2 separate regions of the Rattus norvegicus genome follow, and region 1 is linked to region 2. The links are chromatin contacts, called in public Hi-C maps. All regions are on one chromosome and are shown on one strand. Each heading gives the region's core, a stretch centred on a gene start, on an enhancer-like site or on the middle of the called end of the contact. The rest is flanking DNA. Distances are from core to core; before and after follow the strand shown.

The links. A called contact is a pair of places that touch in the nucleus more often than the background predicts.
Region 1: a Hi-C map of Schwann cells shows a contact between it and region 2, with 2.4 times the contacts expected there. The contact joins two enhancer-like sites. A contact is called at or near these places in 3 of 12 Hi-C or Micro-C datasets (Schwann cells, frontal cortex and hepatocytes).

What each region holds. Positions count from the first base shown.
Region 1 is chr3:138,605,919-138,612,385 of GRCr8, forward strand. It overlaps Atrn (attractin), which reads left to right. Exons shown (of 29, transcript NM_031351.2): 4 at 1,822-1,950; 5 at 3,148-3,353; 6 at 4,574-4,742. Among named protein-coding and RNA genes, the nearest start is that of Atrn, 46 kb to the left of the region's middle. Within about 2 kb of position 3,328, at least 25 of the 93 cell types and tissues checked have an H3K27ac peak or open chromatin away from gene starts, as enhancers often do. A contact at or near this core is called in Schwann cells, where this site is marked.
Region 2 is chr3:138,485,748-138,492,117 of GRCr8, forward strand. Dnaaf9 (dynein axonemal assembly factor 9) reads right to left here. Exons shown (of 37, transcript NM_001109206.1): 2 at 3,926-4,005; 3 at 2,541-2,660. Among named protein-coding and RNA genes, the nearest start is that of Dnaaf9, 17 kb to the right of the region's middle. Within about 2 kb of position 1,359, at least 60 of the 93 cell types and tissues checked have an H3K27ac peak or open chromatin away from gene starts, as enhancers often do. A contact at or near this core is called in Schwann cells, where this site is marked.

The DNA of each region.
Region 1 (6,467 bases), core at 2,078-4,577, 120 kb after region 2:
GGATAACATGCAAACTCACATAATGTATCCTACATACATAGGTGTGGATAACATGTATATACACATTGGTGTGGATAACACCCATACTCACATGATGTATCCTATACACATTGGTGTAGATAACATGCATATTCACATGATGTATCCTATACACATTGCTGTAGGTAACATGCATATTCACATAATGTATCCCGCACACACTGGTGTAGATAACATGCACATGCAGATGTTAACATATATGCAAATTAAGTGAAAATCCCATCTTCTCACTGTCAGTCTGTATGTTCTCTTCTGGTCACATTTACATGCATGTACCTATACTTGCTTTTAGATGCATAGGTACACCAGGCCAGTTGTTTGACTGTGTGCCTCCCTACTCTACCTGTTGTCTTCATGAACTCTTTGTTAGTCTTGCAGATCTACAGATTAGTAATGACTCATTTAATCAACTCCCATAAATGAGTAATTAGGTGACTTTTAATCAGTTGTCATCTGACTACTGCTGTAGGAGTATTCTTTGTTTTTCTGTGTATATATGAGGAAGTATTTCTTATACAAAGAGAATTGCTAGGTCATAGCATTTAAGATGGTCATAGCCTGAAGTAGGAATATACCCGTTGTAATCTTCAGAAAAATTAGGGAATTAGGGACTGAGTGAGTGAAAGGGAGAGAGTAATAGGTGATCAGATGTTTAATCATTGAGTGAAGTTATATGTGTGGAGCAAATCACATGGCCTTTGCTATTGTCTAAATGTGATTGGTGGTTGTAGTGAATTGATAATGACAAAAAAATAGGAGCAACTGAACATGAAAATGATTAACCTTGGGGTACATCATGTATTAAATGAGCAAGACCAACATTATAATATTCCTTCTGTTGGTAAATGAGGTGGGGGTAGACACCTCCATTCTATATTGAGCTTTCAAATTATACACATGGACATAATTTACATGGAACTCACTGTGTAGACCATGCTGGTCTTGAACTTGCAGAGATCTGTCTGGGTCTGTCTCCCCAATACTGGGACTAAAGACATGTGCCACCACTCCCAGCCTTCAAGTTAGCATGTATCTTTTGTAAAACAAGGTGGTATGGTATTATAGATCAAATGTCTTAAAAATGGTAGTCACTGATTCAGTAAATCTTCAAATCTTTAGTTCACATGAATTTACTGACATGCAGTACTTCAAACGCTACCCACTAGGCTCTTACTGAGACTCAGGGAGACTTTGGGGCCTTCAGTGACAGATGCTTGCTGTGTATAAACATAAACAGTATTACAGTTGAACAACGAAAATACGTCTGAAAGCTAATCTTATAAGGACTATAAATTCAGTTAACTTTTCTATTTTCATTTATATAAAACATCTATAAAATATATTAAAAAGATAACAATATATGATACATAGTATAAAAATAGGTAAAATATTTTCTTCCAACAGTACATATTTAACAATTATCAGTTCATAAAGTTTGTTATTTATATAATTGTAGAGACTTGAAGATATCATAAAAAGCTTATAACAAAAACAAAAAACAAAAAACCAAAGTCATTGATTTCAAATCCTTTAGAAGCTGGGCATAGTAGCACATGCCTGAAATCCCAGCACTCAGGAGGCGGAGGCAGGTGGGGCTGTGGATTTGAGGCCAGCTAGAGTCACATTTATACTGTGTTGGAACAAGAGCCCCTGGATCAAATAGTGACAACAATAACAGAATTAAGGAAGCATGGCAGATCCAGAATGACTAGACTCAGTTCAAAGGCTGTATAGACGGATTCTGTTGAAATTGCTGTAATTTGATCTGTGTTTACATTTCAGTGGCCTCATTGTTCCTGAAAGAGATGGCAATGAGACGGCCCCTGAAGTCACTGTCACTTCAGGTTATGCACTACTGCATTTTTTCAGTGATGCTGCTTATAATCTGACTGGATTTAATATCACTTACAAGTAAGATATTTAGATTTAATATTTTTGATACTATTCAAAAGACTTAATAACAATAACAATAATAATAATAATATTGGGGGGCTTACAGCTAGTCAGGCACCTTGCTAAATATTAACATGAATTTTCTTATTTAAAGTTTTTTTTAAGTATTCAGTGAGAGGTAGACATTTTTTCTCATTTCATAATTGAGGAAAACAGGAGCTAAAAGGTTAAACGAATGTCAGCCCCAGTAGTTGGGACCACAGTTCTTGGTTTTTCTAGATCTTGTCACTGAGCATCTCCTGGAAGAGAGAGACGTTCTACCTGATGCTGGAAGAAAATATCAGGAGTTTTGCTAAGTGAATTTATCAAAGTTAGTAGTGTCTCAGTAATAATCTTCAGTATAAGAAATCTATATTTTTAAACTATTGTAATAGTCCACTAATGTACCTCTTTAAACATCTGAATTATGTCATTTCAAATTGTTAACTGCACTTCTCCATCTGAAGTGAGTTGATAAAAGTTACTGAAGACCTTTAATTTGACTACATCACTGGAAAGTAATCTTTTTTTTCATCTTTATTAAATTGGGTATTTCTTATTTACATTTCAATTGTTATTCCCTTTCCCCGGTTTCCAGGCCAACATCCCCCTAACCCCTCCCCCTCCCCTTCTACATGGGTGTTCCCCTCCCCATCCTCCTCCCATTACCACCCTCCCCCCAAGAATCCTGTTCACTGGGGGTCCAGCCTTGGCAGGACCAAGGGCTCTGGAAAGTAATCTTAAATTCTGCTAATTCTCAGAATCTTTTCAGAGAATGCGTGCCATGAATATTGTCAGTTCATTGGCTCCCTTTCCTTCCTCCACTTGCTAGCATTAGCTTGGCACTTTTGTAGAACTCATTACTAATGAGCTAGCAGAAAGAGTAGGCTCCTGGTTGTCAGCGTCAAGCCAAGTCTAAGTGGTTTCGCACAGATCTCTATTGTTTTGTAATTTCTCTAACTTCCTGAGTTATTTATTCTTCTTCCTTCATATGCGAATACAGTGAGGTTGATTTGATCTCATTACCTAGCTGCACAGAGCTCAGTGAGCACACTTGGGCTAACTGGTAAGTCCTGTAGTCACACTTGCAAATGAACTTAACTTAAACTATAAGAAGGAGGTCTGCAAATGTTGCTTAGTTGAAATTGTTGACTTAGTTTTCTCCTGTCTTTGTAGTTTTGACATGTGCCCGAATAATTGCTCAGGCCGAGGAGAATGTAAGAGCAGTAACAGCAGCAGCACTGTTGAGTGTGAATGTTCTGAAAACTGGAAAGGGGAGTCCTGTGACATTCCTCACTGTACAGACAACTGTGGCTTTCCTCACCGAGGCATCTGTAACGCAAGTGACACCAGAGGGTGCTCCTGCTTCCCTCACTGGCAGGGTAGGAGCTGCCCTTTCAAAGTTCTTTCACAGAGTTGTAGTTTAGTGAACTGTAATAGAGTTTATTTTAGCAGCTGTAGGCCTTATGTTAATCATGTATCAGATGGCATTTAAGCATTCACCTCCCTCTACTCAGACTCTTTAAAGTTTACACGTATGTGATTGTTATTGATGTGCTTAGAATTATGGAAAGGTGTAACAAATCCTTTGCAACTCATTCATGAAAATTAGGGAGCATGGTCTGGTGTTAGAGAAGCAGAGAATCAAGCTGAGAGGTGGTTAAGTGGCAGTACTGCTGTTTCCTAAGAAAACTTGTTTGTGTTCAGAGAAGATCTGCACCAGTTAGAATCCCACTGCTGTCATCTAGTGCCATTACCCACACAACCAGCATACTAATGAAGCTGTAGGGAATTCTCTGACATTTTGAGGAAACAGCCATTATTGCTTTAGTGATTTTCTTTCTATGCTTATGTCCTCAGGACCTTTTTATTTTGAAAGAAAGTGTTTGTTTAAATGTTTTTGGTTTGTCTAGTTTAGTTGATATTAAGGAGTTAGTGGTTGGCATGCTTGAGTACCATCCCCCTTTCAGGAGTCCCAGTAGAGGACAGAGTTCTCTCTGTCTCCTTCATCTAGTCAGCTTCTGGGTTTACCAGAAGATTGATTTTGATCTGTCATTATATTTTAACCCTAGTGTCTTTTCCACTTGAATTAATAACTCTTGGTCTGCCCTTTCCCTAAATGCTGCTTAAGCAAGATTTTTACTACTAAAAATGTTTAATCTGAATATTGCCAACTTAGCAGAAAGTATGTAGTATTAAATCTCATTATGGAATGATTGGTTTTGGTCTGTATCTTAAGTAAATTAAAAACTCATGTTAGGTTCTAAACAGATGGCTTCTTGGTTAAGAGTACTGGTTGTTCTCTAGAGGACTCAGATTTGATCCCAGCATCCACGTAGGAGCTCACAATATCTGTAACTCCAGTTCCAGAGGATCCAGTGCCTTTTTCTGACAGTGGGTACCAAGCAGGCAAGTGGTACATAGACATTCATTCAAGTAAAATAACTGTGTGTGAAATAAGTTTAAAACAAGTTCAAGATGTTAGCACTGCTAAAGGAAACATGATTCTTTAAATATTCTTTGCACTTAGATTAGAACTTGGAATGCTGCAAACTTTTAGACTGCATTTTGTGAAGCTATGTTGTTATTTTTTTCTTATTAGGTCCTGGATGTTCAATTCCTGTGCCAGCTAACCAGTCTTTTTGGACTCGAGAAGAATATTCTGACTTAAAGCTTCCCAGAGCCTCTCATAAAGCTGTGGTCAATGGAAATATAATGTGGGTTGTTGGCGGGTATATGTTCAACCATTCAGATTACAGCATGGTTTTAGCGTAAGTGGCTTTATAATTAAAACATTTTATTTATTATTCCTGAGTGTATATAAGGGGGTGTATGCAGTGGTGTGCCAGTGGAGATGAAAGGACAGCTGCATGGAGTTAGTTTCCTCCCATCACCTGTGTGTGAGTTTGGTGTTTGGTTTCAGGTCACCAGGCTTGTAATGTTTGCCCTTTGAGCCTCACCAGCTCAGAGAGTGGGTTAAAAACTTCTGGAAGAAGCTTGGGTTTCCACCCCAAGAAGCTACAGTGTAAAAATAATAAAAAGCCAGGACATCACAAGTAATTACTGAGGGAAATCTGTTTAAACTTTGGTAGTATTCTTTTAAACTTTCTTCATATATGTTGATGTTCTACAATTGAAAGCCCCAAAGAATTCATTGTTATGATAAGAATAATTTATCTTTTTAAGGTACTTCCTCTGATATTTTGCTTTAGGTATGTAGTACGTCATATAAATAGGAGTTACTTTATCTTTTGATTTTATTAATAGTTTTCATATGTCAGATGGTTTCAGTTTATATCTTACTAGTGTTAAATGGCTTTTGTCTAATAATTTCCAGGGTTTGAAGTCTTATTTGTGCTTTTTTGAAGGTAGAATATATATTATCATATTAGAGTTATAGAGAACAGATTTCAAGAGGAAATTTATAAATACTTAGCCATGTTAATTTTGTGGCTTGAAGTTTTTTCTATTAGTGATTAAAAAGTATTGACATTCATCTTAAAGTCAGTAGGACTACTAGGCAGTCTGGCGTGTGCTTTTGTTAATGTTCTGTTTCTTTGAAGACACCATGGTCAAGGCAGTTTTAAATGAAAGCATTTCATTAGGGGCTTATTTACAGTTTCAGAGAGTAAGTCTATGAACATCATGACAAGAAGCATGACAACAGTCAGGCACAGCACTGGAGCAGTGGCTAAGAGCTCGAATTTGATCTACAAGCAAGTGGGAGGGAAGAAAGAGAGAGAGAGAAAGTATGAACACGAGAACACTGGGCCTAGCATGGGGTTTTGAAACCTCAAAGGCCACTCCCAGTGATATACTCCTCCCACAAGGTCACACCAGTTGGAAATAAGGCTTCTGCCTGCACAGTATCAGTAGAGACTGTGGGGGGAACATTGACTTCTACTGTCAGCAACAGTAATGGCAGTAATAAGTTGACCTTCTCCATCCCATGGGAGTGGTGTCAGAGAAGGCCTGAAATAACAGAGGGTCTAGAGTCTCACAGCATGATACACAAAATCTGCCCAGCCAAGAGCTAATACAGTCTCATTTTCAATAAGAAGTCAAAGAGACAATGACATTAGGGTGACACACATTAGGTTTATCTGACAAGAAATTTAAAGGTGGCCATCCTAAAATACTACAATGAACAGCTGCACACATAGAAAGCAAATGAAAAAATAGAAAGTCTCACCAAAAGAAATATAAGATGTAACAGGATATCAGAGGCCAGGTTAAGGCACTTGACCAGCTGGGCCTCGTGACCCACTCAATACCTAGGACCCACATGGGTAGAAGAAAGAACCAATTCCTGATAGTTGTCTTCTGATTATCTTTGTGCCTTGGCAAATACATGGCCTTGCCCAAATAAATAAATGTAATAATAATAATAATAATCAGAAAGAATCTTAAATGGAAGGCCTGGAAGATGGCTGAGAGGCTAAGAGCATTTTCTCCTGCTCACAGTCATCTCCATTCTAGAGCATCTAGATGCTCTC
Region 2 (6,370 bases), core at 109-2,608:
AGTTCTCTTAACCATTGAGCCATCTCCCCAGACCCCTGAAAGAAATGTTATTTTATTTTATTCAAGGAAGGGTCTTTCTATAGCCCTGTCTTGGAATCTACTATGTAGACCAGGCAAGCCTTAACTGCACAGAGATGCACCGGCCTCTGCCTCCCAAGTCCTGGGATTAAAAGGCTTGAAACACATTGCCTGGCCAAGAAATTTAAAATCAAAATCTGAAACAAACAAACAAAAAGTAAATTGAATAATTGATGGTGTCTTCTAGTACCGTTAGAAGCTACATCCATAAACTCTCACCAACATGACTGCCCAAACATGAGCTAAACAAGGACCCCACCAATGACATGTCAAAGTGGACAGAGAAAAGTCCAGGAAACCTCAACCCTACACAAAAAACTATGGCAACTGAGAAAAGCTGGGAGCAGGAGAGTTGTCCCTACCTAGGAAAGAGCACGCTGATTGCCTGTCCAGTGACATATGAGAGGTTTTAGAGCAGTGATTTTCAACCTTCCTAATGCTGTGACCCTTTAATACTTTTCCTCATGTTGTGGTGATCACCAAGCATAAAATTATTATTGTTGCTCTTTCATAACTGTTATTTGTCACAATGTAAATGTTTTTTAGAGACAGAGGGTTGCCAAAGGGGTCATGAACCATAGGTAGTGAACATTGGTTGGGAGTGAAGAGAAGGAAAGGGAAGGAAAAGGTGTTACATTGTATTATAATATCAAAATCTAAAAAGAAAAGGACCGGATGAAGATCACAGTGGTGGCTCCTGCATGCAAACCCAGAACCCAAGAGGCTGAGAAGCACCTGGTCTGAAGCCAGCCTGATACAGAGTGAGAGCATACCTCAGACAGAAAGATGAGGAAGAAAACACAAAGAAAGGAAGGATACTAACTCCAAGTATTTTCCGTCTCCTTTTTCTGCATTCATAATAAGAAGGACAGCTCTAACTAAACTATATGGATAGTATTGGGGTTGTTACCAAGGTAAGAATTTCAAAGACGATACAACTCAGAATTATTTACAGTTTAATAAGAAAACTCTTCATTGTGTAACTGGGGCTTTCTTGTTTATTTTGTGATGTTTAGCAGCAGCCCTGGTGTCCACTAGATGCCAGTAGTGCCACATACTGAGCCACGGCCATCAAAAATGTCTTCAGACATTGCTAAATGTCTCCCAAGGGACAAAACTGCCCTCCCTCTGAGACCACACTATTCAAGTGAGATCATCTGACATCCAATGTTTGCCTTCATGGTCTCCCAGCTGCCTTGCAAGTGTCTTGTCTCTTGTCCAGTTTTACTTGTTTGTTCTATGTCTCCTGACTCATCTTGCAGACAATTTATAATGCTAAGTATATGATATGAGAAGTAGCTCCCGGGCAACAGCCCACAGGAGCATCAACACATGCAGTGTCTCCAAGCCAGAGAAAGCTGACTGCAGGCAGAAAGACTCCATTGTATTAAAGTCACACAAAAAACAATTCCCAAAGACAGCAGGACAATAGCCCCTTGTTCCTCAGCTAAAGATCCACATAAAATCTTCTTTCTCACAAGAGCAGCTTACAAGAGCAGCTCGTCTTTGCCTCAAAGCAGAGAATGCTCTCACTGGCAACAGTACACAATCTGAACCTTCAGGGAAAAGGAGCAGCGGCAATACTAAGAAAAACTAGTACCCTGCCAAGAGACAAATCCAAACGCCAAGGTCTGCTTTTGGTCTCAAAATGATTTACCAATAAATGTATTCTGGAAACTGCTGTTGATAGTCTGTTGTCCACTGCATGACCAATAGGAATGTCCTATTTTAATAGGCTAACAAGGAAATGCTATTTTTCACTATTAAAAAGATAAAATCTTGCCTGGTGTAATCCCAGCTACTTGGGAGGCCGAGGCCAGGGGGTTGCCAATTTTAAGACCAATTAGGGGAATCACACATCACTCAAAAAGTAAAACAAAATAAGGCAAAAATTTACTGGAGTTTTGGACTACTTAAATTCTGATTATAATTTCCTATTAAAAGATCACAAATGTGGTGCTGGATGTGTGTCTTTAATCCCACTACTAGGAAGGCAGAGGCAGGTAGATCTCAGAATTCAAGGCCAGTCTGGTCTACACAGTTAGTTTCAAGCCAGCTAAAGCTTTATGAGACTATCTCAAAACAAATAAACAGCAATGACAAAACCCCAAACCACAGAAACAGAAATAAAAAATCATGAGCTGGGGCTGTCAGGATGGCTCAGCAGTTAAACGTACTTGTTATTCTTCCAGAGATCTGGATTCGATTCCCAACACCTGAATGGAGATTCACAACCATCTGTAACTCTAGGTCCAGGGGACCTGATGTCATCTTCTGGCTTCCAAGGGCACCAAGTATGCATACATGCTCACATGCACACACACACACACACACACAAGCAAAACACTCATATGATACAGTAAAATTAAAACTAAAACAATTTTTACAAAAACATCATGAATTAAGGGTCCAAAGAAATAAATCACTGTCTCCTATAATTTGCCAATGTAATACAGACTTACCATCTAGGATTTCTTCAGAAAATCCAGTTTTCTCAAAATCAGTGGTATTCTGACTGTATAAACCAAACAGAAGGTAATTTGCCAGCTCTCTACAGCCTTCGTTGTACCTGCTGTCAATTCCTGCAAAGCAAAGAAGCCTGTGACTCGCTGTCCTGCACCGTGGAATACAGAAAGTGCCAACGATTTGCCCGTTTAGTAAAGCCTTGATGGTCAAACCAGTTTTGTGCTAAAACTAAATGAACAACCCCTTGTGTGAGAAACAGGCTGAGGCATACGGTACCTTCCTTGGATCTCAAGACCTACACAGGTCAAAGAATTAAGCAACAAGGGGCTGGGGATTTAGCTCAGTGGTAGAGCGCTTACCTAGGAAGCGCAAGGCCCTGGGTTCGGTCCCCAGCTCCGAAAAAAAGAACCAAAAAAAAAAAAAAAAAAAAGAATTAAGCAACAAGATTACTAATGCTGAAAAGCATTTTTTTCTTTCAGGTTTTACTTTACATGTGTGGGTGTTTAAATTCCATGTATATGTATATCATGTGTGTCTGGTACCAAAGGAGGCCAGAAGAGCACCCTCCATGATCTAGGGGATCTGATACCCTGGAATTAGAGTTACAGATGGTTATGAGTCACCATGTGGGTGCTCTTATCTACGGAACCACCTCCAGCCGACATGTGCAATTCTTAAGGGCAGAAAGAACCAGAACATATGGTCTTCTATGGATCTACAGATCTTGGAACATTTTGTTAGCTGAAGAATAGATCTCAAAGAGATCTCTATGGAAAATATGTACAAATAAAAACAAGTTAAGGTGATTTGAAAAAGAAGAGGACAAGTGGATAGACTAACACACACTGAGCCTTCCCAAGTGTCGGAAGCAAAGCTTAGCACTGCACTGTAAGGTATGGTGCGGAGGTATACACCCCTGCAGACGACCTTCACTAAGGTCAGTCTAGAAAGGCGGAACCAGAGACAAAAGGAAATTAAATGACACTGTCTTCACTTCTGTCTCTCAGTGACTTCGCATCCTAGGACTACAGCTGTTGGCAGGATGGGAGGATCAGAGTCAAGCAGCTATTCTCCATGTGGTTTGAAAAGAAAGGGTTGTAGCTGGGCACAGTGGCGCAGGGCTTTACTACCAGAACTAAAGAGGCAGAAGCCAGCATGGTCTACAGAGTAAGTGTCAGGACAGTCAAAGGCAGGCAGGAGCCTGTGGTAGGAGCTCCCTCTTTATCTCACTGACACCCTCTTAATATTCACCCTCAGTAAGATGGATCAGATGTCACAGGAATGAGAACTGGGAAGATTCTAGCCTTTAACGTACCTTACACGATAGCATTACTAGCATCTTCCTGAGATCAAGACTACAAACTCATAAGAAAGCACTGACCTAGGATGCAGAGAATCCCGTCAGGTTGAGACTTGCTGCTCTGGGTCAGGACACTTTGAACCTGGCGCAGTCGGCTGCAGCTGAAACAGAACAACAGAGTTTCTTGAGTGAGGAAGTGTGAGAGTCTGAAAAGGTACACACTAGAGGAATGGTCTTGTTAGGTAAGGCAAGTAGTACCTAGCTCTTTAATCAGAACCGTATCCTTCTTGTCCATGCTCTCAAAGAGATTTAGTGTAAGTGGTCTAAAGACTATTTGGACAATGGACAATGAACTAAGATGGCACCATGGTCCCATTCATAATTAATCAGCTGATGCCAAGAATTTCCAACATCTTTTTTTTTTTTTTGGTTCTTTTTTTTCCAGAGCTGGGGACTGAACCCAGGGCCTTGTGCTACCACAGAGCTAAATCCCCAGCCCCTTCCAATGTCTTTTTACTTTTGCTGATTTTCAAAGAAAAGTTTCTATACTGCTTTAGCCTAAATTTAGCCTTTCTTAGTTTGTCTCAAAAGCAACAAACAAAACCAAAAATTGATATAAAGGCCTCACTAAACTAAGCTCTAGCTATCCCACAGGACTAGACTCTCAGCACAGAAGACACAGAAGACACCCTCTCTTTAGAGAGCTACTACTCCTTTTGGTAGAAGGACTATTCCTTGCACCCAGATATAAGGAGACATACATTCCTAAACAATACAATTTCAATGGACTCTCTTGCTTTTCCGTCTCTCTCTACTCCTGTCAGTAACCCCAAAGATGAATACCTAACTTCATGGTCAAGCCTGATTCTTCCCCACCACCTCCATGTCTAACTCTTAGCCCATAAACATTTTTAACTGTTGGATATCATTAACCATTAGTGATGCAAATTATACTACTTTGAGATTCCATCTTACCACAGTGATAATGTCTGTCATTAAGAAAACAAGTGACAAGTACTAAAGAGAACACGGGGAAACAGCGACCCCTATCTACTAGTTGGTAGGAATGTATGTATGGTAGGGTATAAACTGCTGCAGATACTATGGAAATCAATGTGTAGAGGTGTCTTAAAAAGCTAGGAACAAAAGATGCTCCAACATACAACAAAGACACGTGCTCCACTATGTTCATAGCAGCCTTATTTATAATAGCCAGAAGCTGGAAAGAACCCAGATGTCTCTCAACAGAGTAATGGATACAGAAAATGTGGTACATCTACACAATGGAGTACTACTCAGATATCAAAAACAATGACTTCATGAAATTCACAGGCGAGTGGATGGAACTAGAAAATATCATCCTGAGTGAGGTAACCCAATCACAGAAAAACACACATGATATGTACTTACTGATAAGTGGATATTAGCCCAAAAGCTCAAATTACCCAAGATACAATCCACAGACCACATGAAGCTCAAGAAGAAGGATGACCAAGTGTGGATGCTTCATTCCTTCTTAAAACGTAGGACAAAAATATTCATAGGAGGGGATATGGAGACAAAGTTTGGAGCAGAGACTGGAGGAACGGCCATTCAGAGCCTGCCCCACAAGTGGCCCATACATATACAGCCAACAAAACTAGATAAGATTGATGAAGTTAAGAAGTGCATGCTGACAGGAGCCAGATAGATGTCTCCTGACAGACATAGTCAGAGCATGACAAATACAGAGGTGAATGCTAGTAGCAAACCAATGAACTGAGAATGAGACCACCGTTGGAGGAATTAGAGAAAGGATTGAAAGAGCTTCAGGGGCTTGCAACCCCATAAGAACAATAATGCCAACCAACCAGAGCTTCCAGGGACTAAACCACTACCCAAAGACTATACATGGACAGACCCATGGCTCCAGCTGTATATGTAGTAGAGGATGGCCTTGTTGGGAACCAATGGATGGAGAAGCCCTTGGTCCTGCCAAGGGGGGACCTCCATTGCAGGGGAATGTCGGAAGGGGGGATGGACAGGGAAGGGAATACCCTTATAGAAGGAAGGGGAGGGAAAGGGGATAGGAGCCTTATGTCCAGGAAACCGGGAAAGGGAATAACACTTGAAATGTAAATTTTAAAAAATTCAATAAAAAAAAAAAGAAAAAGAAAAGCTAGAAACAGAACTACTATATGGTCTGCCTATGCTGAGCATATACACAAAGGACTCCATATCCTACAACAGAAATACTTGCACATCTATACTTATTGCTGTCTATTCAAAATGGGTAGGAAATGGAATCAGATTAAATGTCCATCAGCTGATGGATAATGAAAATGCAATATATATGCATCAGAATTTTATTCATCTGTAAAGAAAAATGAAATTATGAAAACTTCAGAGAAACAGATAAAGCTGGAAAATAGTATAGCAAGATAATTTAAGCCCAGAAAGACCCTGCATGCCCTCTATGGGCTGGAGAGACAGCTCAGAAATTAAGAGCACTGATTGCTCTTCTAAAGGACCAGTATTCAATTCCCA